4 separate regions of the Mus musculus genome follow, and regions 1, 2 and 3 are each linked to region 4. The links are chromatin contacts, called in public HiChIP or PLAC-seq and promoter capture Hi-C maps. All regions are on one chromosome and are shown on one strand. The core of a region is the stretch at or near the end of the contact, and the rest is flanking DNA. Distances in the headings are between cores, read along the strand shown.

What was found. Promoter capture Hi-C pulls out the DNA fragments that hold promoters and counts their contacts. HiChIP or PLAC-seq counts read pairs in DNA pulled down with a chosen protein or histone mark.
Region 1: a promoter capture Hi-C map of pre-B cells shows a contact between it and region 4, with 5 times the contacts expected there. The contact joins the promoter of Rab11fip5 here to the promoter of Fam136a in region 4. A contact is called at or near these places in 6 of 39 promoter capture datasets (the 3T3-L1 cell line, cranial neural crest, hippocampal neurons and 2 more), 1 of 484 Hi-C or Micro-C datasets (CD8 T cells) and 3 of 115 datasets of contacts at active chromatin or transcription factors (bone marrow-derived macrophages and embryonic stem cells).
Region 2: an HNF4G HiChIP or PLAC-seq map of pancreatic cancer cells shows a contact between it and region 4. The contact joins the promoter of Smyd5 here to the promoter of Fam136a in region 4. A contact is called at or near these places in 5 of 39 promoter capture datasets (the 3T3-L1 cell line, 3T3-L1-derived adipocytes, the C10 cell line and 1 more), 2 of 484 Hi-C or Micro-C datasets (B cells and CD4 T cells), 6 of 115 datasets of contacts at active chromatin or transcription factors (the NIH/3T3 cell line, bone marrow-derived macrophages, embryonic forebrain and 3 more) and 2 of 9 other capture datasets (embryonic stem cells and liver).
Region 3: a promoter capture Hi-C map of the C10 cell line shows a contact between it and region 4, with 5 times the contacts expected there. The contact joins the enhancer-like site here to the promoter of Fam136a in region 4. A contact is called at or near these places in 12 of 39 promoter capture datasets (the 3T3-L1 cell line, 3T3-L1-derived adipocytes, the C10 cell line and 7 more), 1 of 15 datasets of contacts at CTCF or cohesin (pro-B cells), 5 of 484 Hi-C or Micro-C datasets (B cells, CD4 T cells and embryonic stem cells), 10 of 115 datasets of contacts at active chromatin or transcription factors (the 230-238 cell line, astrocytes, bone marrow-derived macrophages and 7 more) and 1 of 9 other capture datasets (embryonic stem cells).

What each region holds. Positions count from the first base shown.
Region 1 is chr6:85,373,096-85,376,672 of GRCm38.p6, reverse strand. Rab11fip5 (RAB11 family interacting protein 5 (class I)) reads left to right here and starts at 2,039. Exons shown (of 6, transcript NM_001003955.2): 1 at 2,039-2,575. The coding sequence starts at 2,145. It overlaps 4933423K11Rik (a long non-coding RNA gene), which reads right to left and starts at 1,819. Exons shown (of 4, transcript XR_869208.2): 1 at 1,451-1,819.
Region 2 is chr6:85,430,326-85,433,958 of GRCm38.p6, reverse strand. Smyd5 (SET and MYND domain containing 5) reads right to left here and starts at 1,983. Exons shown (of 13, transcript NM_144918.2): 1 at 1,859-1,983. The coding sequence starts at 1,954.
Region 3 is chr6:85,597,330-85,600,798 of GRCm38.p6, reverse strand. It overlaps Alms1 (ALMS1, centrosome and basal body associated), which reads right to left. Exons shown (of 23, transcript NM_145223.2): 2 at 829-954. Among named protein-coding and RNA genes, the nearest start is that of Alms1, 12 kb to the right of the region's middle. Within about 2 kb of position 1,283, at least 3 of the 459 cell types and tissues checked have an H3K27ac peak or open chromatin away from gene starts, as enhancers often do.
Region 4 is chr6:86,363,338-86,366,918 of GRCm38.p6, reverse strand. Fam136a (family with sequence similarity 136, member A) reads right to left here and starts at 1,273. Exons shown (of 3, transcript NM_025591.3): 1 at 1,100-1,273; 2 at 169-309. The coding sequence starts at 1,186.

The DNA of each region.
Region 1 (3,577 bases), core at 790-3,289, 990 kb after region 4:
GTAGGTAGAGCAGGTAGCTGCCACAGAGCCTAATGACCTCAGGTGATCCAGTGAGAACTGAGGCCCAAGGATTGTTCTCTGACACCTTCTGCCCCCCGCAGAGACAGACAGACAGAAAGACAGACAGAATAAAGTAAAAGATATACCCCAGGATCTAGGAAGGGAGGACTTTTGAATTCTCTTTCTTCTCCCCTTCCGATGTTTTTAAAGTTTTATTATTATATTTGGTGTGAGAGAGTGTGCTACGGTGTACTTGTGGAGGTCTGAGAACAACTTGCTGGAATTAGCTCTCTCCTATCACGTGAGTCCTGAGGAGGATCGAACTCAAGTTGTCAGGTTTAGTGGCAATGAAGACACCTTGTTGCCTACTGTTTTGTTTTTGTCCTGAGTATATATGCATACATTATTAAAAAATATTCTAAGCCAGGCAGTGGTGATGCATGGCTTTAATCCCAACCCTTGGGAGGCAGAGGCAGGTGGATCTCTGTGAGTTCAAGGCCAGCCTGATTTACAAAGAGAGTTCCACAACATCCAAGGTTACACAGAGAGGCTCTGTCTTGAAAATTGAAAAAAAAAATCTAATTTAAGGGTAGGCTCTGAAAGTTAACAGAAAAAAGTAAAGGCTCACCATGTAGCCCAGGCTGGCCTTGAATTTGCCTTCAGAGTCCTGGGATTATAGGCTGTGCTACAACAGCTTCTTTGTTATGCATCTTAGGTAAATTTATCTAACCTATAATTCTGCCTTCTGGGAAACCAAATTCACATATAGGGTGGCTCTGAAGAATGAGTGAGGTCATGCACAGAAAGCTCATGAGTCAGTTGTTGGCCGACTCTTGCTGAAATTCAGCATCCATAATTATTAACCATTATCTTAATAATGAAACAAGTGTGCTGGCAGTTCTCAGAACACAACACACAGTAGGCAAGTATGAATGGATTTAGAGGTGGAAGATTAGTCCTGTGGTAGAATGCTTGTCTACTACCAACAAGGCCCTGTTTGCCTTGTTTGTATATAAGGCTAATGTTTTAGCTAGCCTGGAACTCACTATGTAGACCAGGCTGGTCTCAAACTCAAAAAGATCTTTCCTCCTCTGCCTCCCAAGTGGAAGTGCTGGGATTAAAGGTGAGCACTACTACACCTGGCCACACAAAAGTTTTAAAACCAGTGGGCACGCCTTTAATCCCAGCACTCAGTGGAGGCAGGAATTTAACAATTCGAGCCGTAATCTACATAGCAGGTTCCAGGAGAGCCAGAAGAGACTCCGTTTCCAAAAAAAAAAAAAAAAAAAAAAAAGGGAGTGGGGGAAAAATCAAAGCAGAAAAAGATTGTTTTAAGTCCCACTCCAGTGATTTCCCAGCGGCGGCTCTAGGTCATCACATATATGTAGAGAGTTGAAAATGGGAGCGCATGTGCGATTTAGGGGGTCTCTAGAGTAGGCATCTTATCTACCCTCAAATCCACGCCGAGCAGAATGGATCTTCGAAGCAGCGAGGGCTTTCAGGAGTACAGGAGCTTGCAGAAAACCCTGACACTGTCCAGGTAGAGCGCGGTGGATAGTTATGCAGAGAGGTTCGGCTCTCTAGCTTGGAGTCGCTGCCTAAACGGGGCGGGGCCATGGTGGTAACCACGCCCACCTCTCTGCAGAGGCTGCAAGCGGCCTTCGTCCCTAGCCCCCTCCATTTCTTCCTTTGCAGTTCCGCACTGTGCACAAGCGAATCCGGTCGTGATTAAGGCATGGCCAGATCTCAATCCTCTCCCCCAACACACGCAGAGGCCGCGCCCTTCTGCACCGGTCACCTTTTAGAAGAGCAGCGGGAGCTTGAGGTTCCCCCAGAGGGGCTGGGCCAGTGAGAAAGCCCCGCCCACATCTTTGCAGAGGCCGCGCCCCTCTCTGGGTTTCTTTAGCTCTTAGGCAGCTATATGCTGGTGGAACTGGGGGCGGGGCCTGGCCTGGGCCTAGGCGGGGCGTGACGTCGCGGGGCGGCCGGCCGCCCGGGAGGCGGGGCGGCGGGGAGGCGGCGGCCCGCTTGGCCCAGGCCAGCCCGCAGCTGCGGCGGTCGGTGCGCTGCAGGCGGCGCGGGGGAGCCGGCTCCTGACAGCATCCCGCGGCTGCCACGTCTGTCACTCTGTCCCAGGGTCCGCCATGGCTCTGGTGCGGGACCCTGAGCCGGCGGCCGGATCCTCCCGCTGGCTGCCCACGCATGTCCAGGTGACCGTGCTGCGGGCCAGCGGGTTGAGGGGCAAGAGCTCGGGCGCCGGCAGCACCAGCGACGCGTACACGGTGATCCAGGTGGGCCGAGAGAAGTACAGCACCTCGGTAGTGGAGAAGACGCAAGGCTGCCCGGAATGGTGCGAAGAGTGTTCGTTCGAGCTACCGCCTGGAGCCCTGGACGGCCTGCTGCGGGCACAGGAGGCAGATGCGGGCCCTGCGCCCTGGGCCTCCGGCCCCAACGCCGCCTGCGAGCTCGTGCTCACCACCATGCATCGCTCACTCATCGGCGTGGACAAGTTTCTGGGCCGGGCAACCGTAGCTCTGGACGAGGTCTTCCGCGCAGGCCGCGCCCAGCACACGCAGTGAGTCTGGGGCGCTGGGAGCAGGGACAAAAACGGTTGAAGGCCTAACCGGGCGGGGCTGGTTGGGACGTCTGGACCCGGTCCTCCCACTCAAGGACACAAACCCGTATACTGTTTGTTACTTCTCATTCAGCCTTCTGCCCTCCCCAATTCCCCCTGACTGTCTCCCCAGCAGCCTGGTGGGCCTGGAAGGCCTGATGGAGTTGGTGTAGTGACCAAGCGTTGGCAGTACATGGCCAAGGAAAGTTCGGAATGGGATTCTGAGGCTGTGGGAATTCAAGAAGGGAAATTTAAAGACTTCAGGGTCTGCCTTCTTTTCCTCAAAGAGGTGACTAGCCTGTAGGTAGTGGAGAGGAAGTCTCACCTTGTAGAAGCAGGAAGGTGAGGTGTTATCTTCCAAGGCAAGATTGAAGGGAGACACCCCAGCCTTCCCAGGGGTTACACAGGACACTTGGCCTTTGAACGTTCAGGGATACACCTCACCGTATAGACGTACTCTGTGACTCTGTCTTAGGGTACCAGGACTGAGAGCATTGGCCCACCTCGGAGTAAAGAAGGGTACATTTGAATCAGCTTGGGTCAGTGGGACAGTGGTTATAATGCCCTCAGTTCTCCGGATTATTTTCTCTAGAAAGGATAGGAAAAGTTCTTATTGTTTTGTTTTGTTTCGAGACAGGGTCTTTCTACGTAGCGCTGTCTGTCCTGGAACATGCTATGTAGACCTGGCTGCCTTTGAACTCAGAGATTCTACTGTCTCTGCCTCCCCAATGCTGGGTTCAAAGGCCAGAGACACCAAAGCCTGGGAAGGGTAGGAGGTTAAACATTTATTTTGTCAGAGTGTGTCCTTTGTAGGGTTAAGATCAAAACCTAAGATTTGTCTTTGCTGTGGTGGCACACACCTTTAACGCCATCATTTGAGAGACAGAGCTGTGTGTATTTCTGTATTCCAGGCCAGCCAGGCTACACAGAGAAACCCTGCCTTGAAGACCAAACCAAATAAAC
Region 2 (3,633 bases), core at 734-3,233, 930 kb after region 4:
CTACGTCCACATGGGAAAGTGATTCTCCTAGCAGAATATTAGGGACAGGCAGAGGACTGTGACCAGCTGGAGTTGGTTGGTTTGTTTTTGAGACAGGATTTTACTCTGTACCCCAGGCTAGCCTGGAACTCACAAGAGTCCTCTTACCTCAGTCTCCTGAGTTGTTGGAATACAGGCCAGGGTCACTAGGACTAGTCACTAGCTGGGGTCTTGAGAGAGGGCTAGGACAGAACTGGGCAAAGGGACTGGTGGAAGTAAAAAATGAGGAGGAAGTGAAGAAGGGAGTTTGGGCCAAGGTAGGGGAGGAGTACGGTGACTAAAAAAGTGATGAAAGGGATTACTGATCTGAGACACCTCAGATGGCCCCCAGATGGACCAGCTCTGGGTGGTAATGGGGATGTGAGCAGCTAAGGACACAAAGGAGACCAGCAAGCTAGCTTCCTACCCATGGGCAGATAGGAGTACTTGCTCTCAATGCCTATGGAACAGAAAGATAAGAGAAACTTAAAATGGGAACCTGGACAGATATGGAGATGCTGACAGCAAATGACAACATCTTGGGTCAAGGACCAAGGATATGCATGTTGTTATTATGATTATTTAACCTGACTTTTACCCAGGGGAATGCAAATGAAGTCAAAACCATAGCATTTTGCATATATCAACTGGCAAAGGCACCTAGTGAGAAAACAGTGCCAGAGAGAACAAAAGCCTGTCTGCAGCGAAGCCAGCAGAGACCTTTGCTCTCAGGACTGAGAAGATACAACATAAAGGAGCCATACAGAAGGATTTGGTTGAGTGAAGTGCGCCCCCCACCCCAAAACTCTTATTGATCAACTCCTTGGGTTTGTAGGTTTTTAGACCAGGCTGGCCTTGAACTCAAATCCGCCTGCCTCTGCCTCCCAAATGCTGGGATTAAAGGCGTGCACCACCACGCCCGGCTATCAATCAACTCTTTAACCAAGTAGAAATGGGACCGCTGATACTAAAGATGTACTGAAAACATGTATTAAAAGAAAACGTGGGATGGAGGTGGGGTGTTTCAGCCACAAGGCCCATTAACCAGCACTTGGGTGTTGGTAGATGAGTTCAAGTCCAGCCTCAAGAACAATTTGGAGTGTTTTTTTTTTTTTTTTTTGCCTTTACTTATGTGAATTTTCTATTCTACAGGGAATAAAACACGATTAATAGAGCCGATCATACTGGCACAAGTCTTTAATCTCAGCACTGGTGAGGCAGAGCAGCCTGGTTTACATAGTGAGTTCTAGGACTGCTGGAGTTACAAAATGAGACCCCGTCTCAAAACAAAACAAAAACAAAAAGCACAACAACAGAAGCAACAAAAAAGAACCATAATACGAATCACGAAATCATGTCATTCTCTTGCTTAAAACCCTTCAGGAGAAGTGCTCGGTGTGTAGGTTCTGGTCCAAGTTCCCTAGCTCTCTTTCCAAGTCTCCACCCATACCTTAGTCAGAAGGGTCGCTGGGGAGCCCAGTCTGCTTCATACCTCCGTTCCCTCGGCTAAGTACTCCCCTCACTACCGCCAGAATAGTAGCTAACTAAGCCCCAGCCTAACCAAGATAGCCTTGGCTTTAATCTGGCCCAGGATATCCCTCAACCCCAGGTCTACCCAGAGCCTCAACTCCACCCAGGACAGCAGCAGCACGGCCACCCGCCAGTGGACCGGGCTTTCCTCCCTCCCCCCGCGCGATATCGCCACGAGCCTGGGCACGAGGACCGACTCTGCACCCCGGGCCCAAGCAGCAACCAGACTGGCGCCGAGGGGCCCGGACTCCAGAATGTGAGCGTGGGTTCCCCCGCGTGGCTCTCCGGGCCCGGTCCGACCTGGCCTCACCTTGATGCTGTCCACATAACGGACTTCCACGGAACCCCGGGCACGGTCCGCCACGCCCACGCAGAAGGAGAACACGTCGCACATGGAGGCCGCCATCTTGGGCACGCCTCTGCCTTCTGACCCTTGACCCCGTCCCGGGAGGCCCCGCCCACAGAGCCAGCGAGCGCTCCCTTCCCCACCTTACCCCGCCCTGGGACGTGGCTAGCAATTCAAGGCTTTTGGTGTCTTGGTTGCTTGATTGGGTGGAACCTGGCCTGACTTTGTGCTTGGACTTCTGGTAGACTGTGTCTGACTCGGTAGCTTATGTCGGATGGACAGCATGAATGACGGCTGATGGAGTAGCTCAGGGGAAGACCCCCTACTCCCCACCCCCCACCCTCCAGCCTATCCTAGCTGTGTTCTTAAGTGTCCATAGTTGCTCTTCCCACTGTCTGGTGTTTGAGACAGGGTCTCACTATGTATCCCAGGCTGGCCAAAAGTTTGCAGCCCTCTTCCTGCTTAAGCAGCCCCTCGTCATTACCTCCAACACCGAACAAAGTTTTTAGACCCAGAGAAGACTGTCTTATTTTTGCTTTGACCCTCCATCCTGGTTGGATGCTGGGCTCACTCGGTTTAAAATTTTTCCCTCCCTCTGGTGGCAACATTTTTATTCTATGTTTGGGAGAGATTTGCTTTGAACACATGAGTGCAGAACTTTGAGCCACAACACTGCTTAAAACCAGCATTCCGACTATGCCTATAACCTCTGCATTCAGGAGGTGAGGGCAGGGAGGACCAGAAGTTCAAGGTCAACCCTCAACTACGTAGTGAGTACATGAAACCTGTCTGAAAGAGAAATGCACGTGATACTCTAGCCGAGGATCCTGGTTTGGTTTCCAATACTGGTTTCCAACTATCTGTAACTCCAGTTCTGGGGGCTCTGATGACCCCTCTTCCAACCTCCTCAGGCACCAGGCAGGCACATAGATACATAAAGGCAAATCAATCACATGCATAAAGTTAAAAAAGAAAAAGAAGAAAAAATGATTTCCTTTTTCTATAAATAACTAGGTTGGATCAGTGCCTCAGAGTAGTTGGGGACTTTCTTGACATTGCAGAGTGTGGTTTATGGAGCAGTAATAAATGGACCTCACATATGAGGACCCCTTAAGTAGACACAAAAAATGAATGTACACGAGGCTGGGAGAGAGGACAGGTCTATTTCTGCAACTAGACCTGACTACTATACCTTTTATTGTTTTGTGTCCCAGTTGACTATTCCAGTTGACAGGGGACCTGTGTCTGCTCTGCTATCGTTTCATAGTGACTTTAGGGGGTGGGGGAGATAACTTAGTAATTGTTTAGTAAGTGATTGAGTTTTTGTCTTTTTTTTTTTAAGACAAGTTCTCTCTTGGTGGGGAGGGGGGCATTGCATTTGATACAATGTTTCTCTGTGTAGCCTTGACTGTCCTGGAACTCACTCTGAACAGGCGGCGGAACTCAAACTCAATAAAGCTCTGCCTCCCTAGTGCTGGGATCAAAGGCATATACCACCACCACCACCACCACCAATGCCCACAAAGCTCTATGTGGACCAGGCTGGCCTCAAACTCAGAGATCCACCTGCCTCTGACTCCTAAATTTGACTTTTTGTTTTTCGAGACAGGGTTTTTCTGTGTAGCCCTGGCTGTCCTGGAACTCACTCTGCAGACCAGGCTGGCCTTGAACTCAGAAATCTGCCTGCCTCTGCCTCCCAAGTGCTGGGATTATAGGCGTGCGCCACCACTGCCCAGCAG
Region 3 (3,469 bases), core at 34-2,533, 770 kb after region 4:
AGAAAGTCATGTTTACTCAAAAAACCCTTAAAGAATATTATTTAACAATGAAAATTAAAGAGCTGACACATGCAACATAGGCTAATTTTAGAAAGAAAGGGAAAAAAAATCAGATTTTAAAAATCCTCACACTATAATTTTGAAAAGGCAAAGCCACTAACAACAGGGTGCTTGCTATAACATCAGGGACTAGAGAAGGCAATGACAAAAATAGTATTCATAATCTTTTGTATATAATACCTAAGCTATATGTCTCAACCATAGTGGTATGTGACTGTATCTTTCAAAGCTCATCTGATAAACTGTATAGATAAAACAGTTCACTTTAATACATTTCTTTATACATCAAAAAACTTAGCTCTTTAAAAGTGGAAATAGATAACTGGGTAGTGGTAGCACACACCTTTAATCCCAGCACTGGGGAGGCAGGTAGTGTTCAAAGGCAGCCTAGTCTACAGAGCAAATTCCAGGAACTTGCTTGCTATACAGAGCTATACAGAGGAAACTCTGCCTCAAAAAAAGAAAAAAAAAAACAGACAAAAAAATGCAAATGGACACCTTTCCTCTTAAAATAAAATAAATTACCATCAAGTAATGAGTTTGTAATTTTGAATATTTTAACTTCTTGTATGCTAAGTATCCCAAGACATAATGCACATATACAAAGCCCTTTACAATGCTCTTAAAAGAACGTAGACTATTGAGATGGAGAGAGCAGGGACGAGCTTCTGTTCTACATAAAATTATGAGCACTATTAGGACACTGAAAATGACTACAACATCTCTTATGCTACTGGTAAAAAGAAAAAGAATTTGCCCCAGATTTACCTGATCCTCCTCAGAGCCCCACCGGACCCCTGTTTCCAATAACATTGTACTGGAGTTGGAAAACTGGGCTCTAGAATTATCTTGATATGATGACTGCTGCCATACACGGCAAGTCAGTGGGACAACCTAAAAATCAAAAAGCACATGTAGCCAAGTGATGTACAATAACAAAAGTAACCATGCTAGAAAACACCTTTCACTTTATAAAATGCTTTCATTCTGTTATAAAATGCTATTCTCCAAGCATAGCAGCACTACCATCTTCATCAGAAGCAGCTGTAACTTCCCACAAGAGACTCTCAAGAGTGGACCTGTTGCTCTTCCCTCACAGGAGGGTGTGGGGAAAGCCATTATAAGGCAGGCAAACACAGGAAATAGTTCAGTGGCTTGAGACCTCTTTGGTTTGGATTATGTACACACAGCCTTGTATTAACGTATCTGAGAGTCTAGTTCCTTATCCTGCATGTACTCACACCCCTCTCAAACAATGCACCTAGCAATCTCAGAACCCTCTACTCTCCACCTACACTAGGCAGAATGCACACTTCACTCTGAGCAATAGTACAAGCTTCTCTGCCCCTAACAATCAGATCTGGACTGTTTTCTATTCAGGTATAATCCCAAAGGATCTGGACAGGTAGAAAAGAGAGGCTGATCTGGTCTGAACTGGTTTGGGGTGCATGTACAGTAAGACAAACTTCATTGTTTCAGTGAATTCTGGGGGAATTCCTATTTATATTATTTAAATTTCCTATTTATATTACATATGTATAATTGTACATGCATACAAATCAAATCGGACGCACTATGAGAAGGGACATGTTGACAGAAAAAAAATATGACCTTATCTATCTTATTAGCATTCATCTGAAAACCTTCACAAAACACCCATAAATAACTTAAGATCTTGTTAAAATATATATATATATATATATATGCACGTGCATGGAACAATTAATGAAAAAAGAGACCATAAATTCAAAGGGCCCAAGGAGGGTATTTGGGAGGGTTTGGAAGGAAGAAAGGAAATAGAGAAATTATGTAATTATATTATAGTCTCAAAAAGAAAAAATAAGCATACCAAAACATTGTACTGCATCTTTCTGTTTTTGTTTTTTGAAACAGGATTTCTTTGTGTGGTCCTTGGTGTCCTAGAACTCACTCTGTAGACCAGCCTGAGCTGGAACTCAGAGATCCTCCTGACTCTACCTCTAGAGTGCTGGGATTAAAGACACTCCCCACCATCAATCGCCCAGCACATTTTACTTAATCTTTTAAAGTTTGATACATTACATCCTTTAAACAAGATAACTTGAAAATTGATACGATATTTAGTGTGAGTCTCTCTTGAAACTTCCCCACAGGAGTCTTGGAGTATACTGTTTATAATGAACTCTACTTCTCACTGATCCATCCTAAAATCCTTTCTGTAGCCTAAGACTTCTGCTTCACCTGAGACCTGAGTGTAGTACCTGGGAGGAGCTCCTTGGGCTGCTGAAATCAGCAATGCTGAAAAGCAACTCCTCTGTTGGTTAAAAGGTAATATGAAAACTGCCTTTTAAAAAAAATCCATTTTTTTAAAAAATCCAAATTCACTTTATCAATTTCTATCTAGAAGCAAAACAGTGAATCTACTACAAATTAACAAGAGAAGTTGCAAAATTAGTGACTTTTATATGCAAATCTGAGTTTATAAGGAATTAAGAAAAACCAGGAGAGCTAAATAACAAACAAGACATTAAGAATCAGAGTAGAAACTGTTTAGGTATCTCAGTTGGAGAGTGCTTGCCTAGTACACACAAAGCCCTGGGTTCAACCTCCAGCACCATATAAACACTAAAAGTGTGGTAATACAGTCCTATAATCCTAGTACTTAGATGTGGTAACAGGAAAATCAGAAGTTCAAAGCCATCCTTGGCTAGTGAGTTTGAGGCTAGCCTGGGCTACATGATACTTTCCCTAAATAAATGAGGTGGTGTGATAACTCATCAGGTAAAGATACTTTCACTTAGCATGATCAACACATTGTTCAATCCTGGTACCCACAACCACATAATAGAAGGAAGCTGATTCCCGTAAATTATCCTCTGATCTCCACAAATAAAAGTGTGCATATGTGAAGGCACATATACACACACAAACACCCAAAAGCAATAGATTAAATAAAAATAGGGCCTGGAGAGTTGGCCTAGCCTTTGAGTGTTTGCTACACTTCCAAAAGACCTAAATTTAATTCCTAGCACCCATGGGCTGAAGGATGGTAACAATCAACTCTAACTCCATCTCCAAGAAATCCTACACATTCTTCTGACCTCCATGGTCACCTACACATACCTGCACATCTGTGCACACACGCAAACAAGTTTTTAAAGTTACTTTTTAAAACATGTCCAATAAGCTAAGGTAAACTAAAGTCAGCAAAATGTCAGAACAAATAAAAATAGCAACAGAGACAATGATTTCAAGTGACAAAGCCTAGAAGGTTAGACAGGTAGCTGAGTCAGTAAAGTACCTGCTTTATGATTACAAGGACCTGGGTTCAATTTCTATGAGCTGCATTAAGAGGTGGTAGTAACTGAGGAGAGCTGATATCTGGCCTCCATGTATTTGCATACCTGCATGCACATATGCATGAATATAT
Region 4 (3,581 bases), core at 24-2,523:
AATATAGCACAACTTAACAGCACACCCAGGGCTTCTTCCAGAATATCAACCCTCACGGACACCAGGGCTCCCACCAGTGTTGACAGGACCTAAGGCAGAACGAGTGTTTCTCATCCCCTGCCAAGGAGCTGCTGTTCAAGGACTTGGGAGCTGTGAGGCATTCCTGACCTGGAACCTTTCCAGCTCGCTGGTGACCAGAGCCTGGGCTTGAGCCAGAGGCGCATGGCAGCGCTCGATGCATTGGTGCACCTGCTGCATAGATGCTTGGGTGTCTTCACAGCAGTTGGCGCTGCACCGGAACATGAGGCCCTGGGGAGCGAAGACAGAGCCTGGTGAGACTGGAAAGACTCTGAGGACAGCTCTCGAAGGACAAGGCCTTGGAGGCCATGCTTCTCTACCTGTTTTGTTTTATTTTTCCCGCCGTATCATCAGGACTTCGTAAGACTGGGACGGTTACCAGGCCTAACATTTGTAGGATGGGGATATATGTTCTTGGGAGCGCGCTTGCTAGTTCTAAGAAAGCCTTGCGTTCCATTCCGCACAGCACAAAGCCAGGGTGGTGGCCCATGCCTGTAATCCTCGCACTCCAAAGGTGAAGGCAGGAAGATCGGGGGTTGGAAGTCAACCTGGGTTAAAAGAGACCCTGTGTGCTGCTATGAGCTCACTGATAAGATAATGTACCCAAGACTGAACCGGAAGAAACCACGTTCTGAAAATCAGTTTTTGTATTTCTGTAGCAGAGTTCAGAGGTCGGCCTGGCTAGTCAACGCCCCACAAGGCGATCGAAACAGTAGAGGGTGATTAAGGGGTGAAGTTAAGCGAGGCCAGTAGGGTGAGGGAGACGGGGCCCACGCTCACGGGCGTTCAGGGTTCGTGGCATCTAAATCAGCGCAGGACGGCCCGAAGGGATTTCGGTCTGGTGGTTCTCCTGGGCCGGTCCCTCCGAGCCTCGCGCCAGATCACCTCAGGGGCGGCCGAACGCTCGTCACCGAGGCCAGGTGGGAGGAAACCGCCCCACGCGAGGCCCGGAGCTCGAACGTCACCGCGCCACCCCCGCCCGAGTTTCCAATCCCGTTTGGGCGCCGGACCGCGCCGCTACCTGCATCTTCCGGATGTTCTCTCTCTCCACACTTTTCACCATGGCGTCCACAGCCTCCTGCACTCGGAGTTGCTGCACCTCCGCCATGGCGACCCTGAGCTCAGCCGCGCCGGCGCCCGCGTGTGCACCCGCTGCGCCCCGCCCCCTGCGCCCGTGCGGGCTTCTCAAGCCACTGAGTCCCACCCTCCGGCTTCGCCCCGCCCTCGGCTGCGCCCCGCCCCTAGCTAGTGAGTCCCGCCCCTTTGCGCTGAGCCCGACCCCCCACCGAGTCACCGCACAGTCTTCCGAGTACCTCGCCCTGGCCCCTGGCCATTGCGCCCTTGTCCTCAGTAAGCGTTCCCGTTCCCGCATCCTCATCGCCCCCTGGCGTCTAGGTTAAGCAACTTCAGGCAGGAGACAGCGGGCGCGCCGCTGGTTCTTCCGTGGAGCCAGGCTTTTGGTGGCCAAAGATCTCTTCGTCGTCTGACTTCTTTTCTTCCTCTCTTTCTCTCTCTCCCTCTGTCAATCCCAATTTTAAAAAAGCGAATGTAATTAGCAGCTCTTGTACAGCTCGATCAGATTTTATTATTGCTATCTTTGTCTTGGTTTCTTTTTGTTGCCGAACAGAATTTCATTAAATGTACATACCACAATTTGCTTTGTCAATTCCCCAGCTGGTGAACATTTATGCCGAGTTACTAGTTACTGCGAGTAAAGGGTACGGTATTCTAGATTGTCTCAAGAGTAGTGTGGGGGTATGGAGGGGCTGTAGATAGCGAGACCGTTGAGTAAGGGCGAGCTGTTTCTGAATGGATTGGTTCTGTCAGCCATGTGCTCTCGTGTTCCCATTTCTACTGTCTTATGCAGTCATCTCTGAAACACAAGTGGTCCCTTCTTCCCATGGGCCGATGCAGAGGGGAGCATCATTAGGTTAGGAAGAGGGCTACTAAAGGCTGCGTTAGAAGAGCTTGGGCTATAAGTGGTCCCATAGAGATAAGGGAAAGTTCGAGTGTTTCGGGAAATCTCTCTCGGCGAGCTAGCATTGAATTTTTGTATTGAACTAGAAGGCCCTTGCCTGGCACTCTGGAGAAGGAAAAGAATGACAGGCAGGTACGGGAAGCTTCAGAGGGCAAAACAGAAAAAAAAGGTTGAAGCTTTGTGGAATAGCCTGGAACGAAAAAAAAAAGACTAGCGTGTGAAGAGTGCTTGAGATTTTAGGCACTTGCTGTGATTCGCCACTAGATGGCAGGCTAGCTCTGTTTTGAGGGTAGGAAAAGCCACACAACCCATTGTCCTTTGAGAAAAGCTGTGTTCCTCCATGGCTGGGCTTTCCCTCTCTCAGATACCAGGGTTGGGGATAAAATGTGTCCACTACTTGAAGCCGGACTTACAGGGATCTTCCAGGAGCAGCTGGAGCCAGGGCGATGGCAGTGGTCACCCAACAGACCAGGTGCTTTGCAAGTACTTTGAATGGGGTCTGAAGCGGACCCTTCAGTGTCCATTTTTCTCTCACTGTGCACAAAGTCAAAGCAAAGGGAGGGGAAGACTCTGGAATATTTAAATCCTAGCAGGGCAAGATGGCTGCCTCAGCCGCGAAGACACCAGACTGTGGCAAGACTCTTGAGACTCACTTCATGATTCCAGATTCCATAGAAAATTCTTTCTAATAAAGGCACAGTTTAACACTTCTCACTTTCTCCTTTATTTCTAATGTGTATCATGGTAGTTTCAGCAGCTGCTTCTACAGTAATGCTGTTAGTCACACTGAGATCTGGTGGGAAGCCTTTGGTAAGACAACTTTGTTAGTTTCAGTATGGCAAGACGAGTGGTTCTTTGATGTTTATGGAAAGTGACTCCTGACATGTGAGGAACCTGCCCCTGTAAGACAGTGGTCACTCTTTAAAGACTGGATCTAACGGCTTGAAGACAACAGGCCATGCCTCTCTGCAGCTCTCTGTAGGACCAAGAGTTAAGAAGCTAGCTATCTGTGCCGTGCTCTTAGAGTATTCCCTGATTACAGGTCCTAACCTATACCTGGCTCCTCCGAGCTCTTTGCCATGGACGCTGTGTTGAACCAAATCACAGGTGTGAAATGTTCCTTAAAATTGACATAAAAGTCTCATATGTCCTTCATTCCTGGGATGTCTCTGAAGAGACTCCTTGACCCCACCCATTCCTCTCATGACAGCTGTCCTCTTCTCTCCTCTGATTCTCTTCTAAAATATGTTTATTTTTATTTTATGTGTATGTGTGTGCCTGATTATATGTGTGTGCATCACATGCATGCAGGGGCCCATGGAGGCCAGAAGAGAACGTCAGACCCTCTGGAACTTGAATTACTGGTGTTTGTGAGCTATCATGTGAGTGCTGAGAATTGAACCTGGGTCCTATGCAAGAGTAGATAATGATCTTAACCACTAAGCCATCTCTCCAGCTTCATCTTATTCTCATGATAAAGCGCCTCTCTAATTTTAATTTTTTTATATTTTAGTATTTATTTATT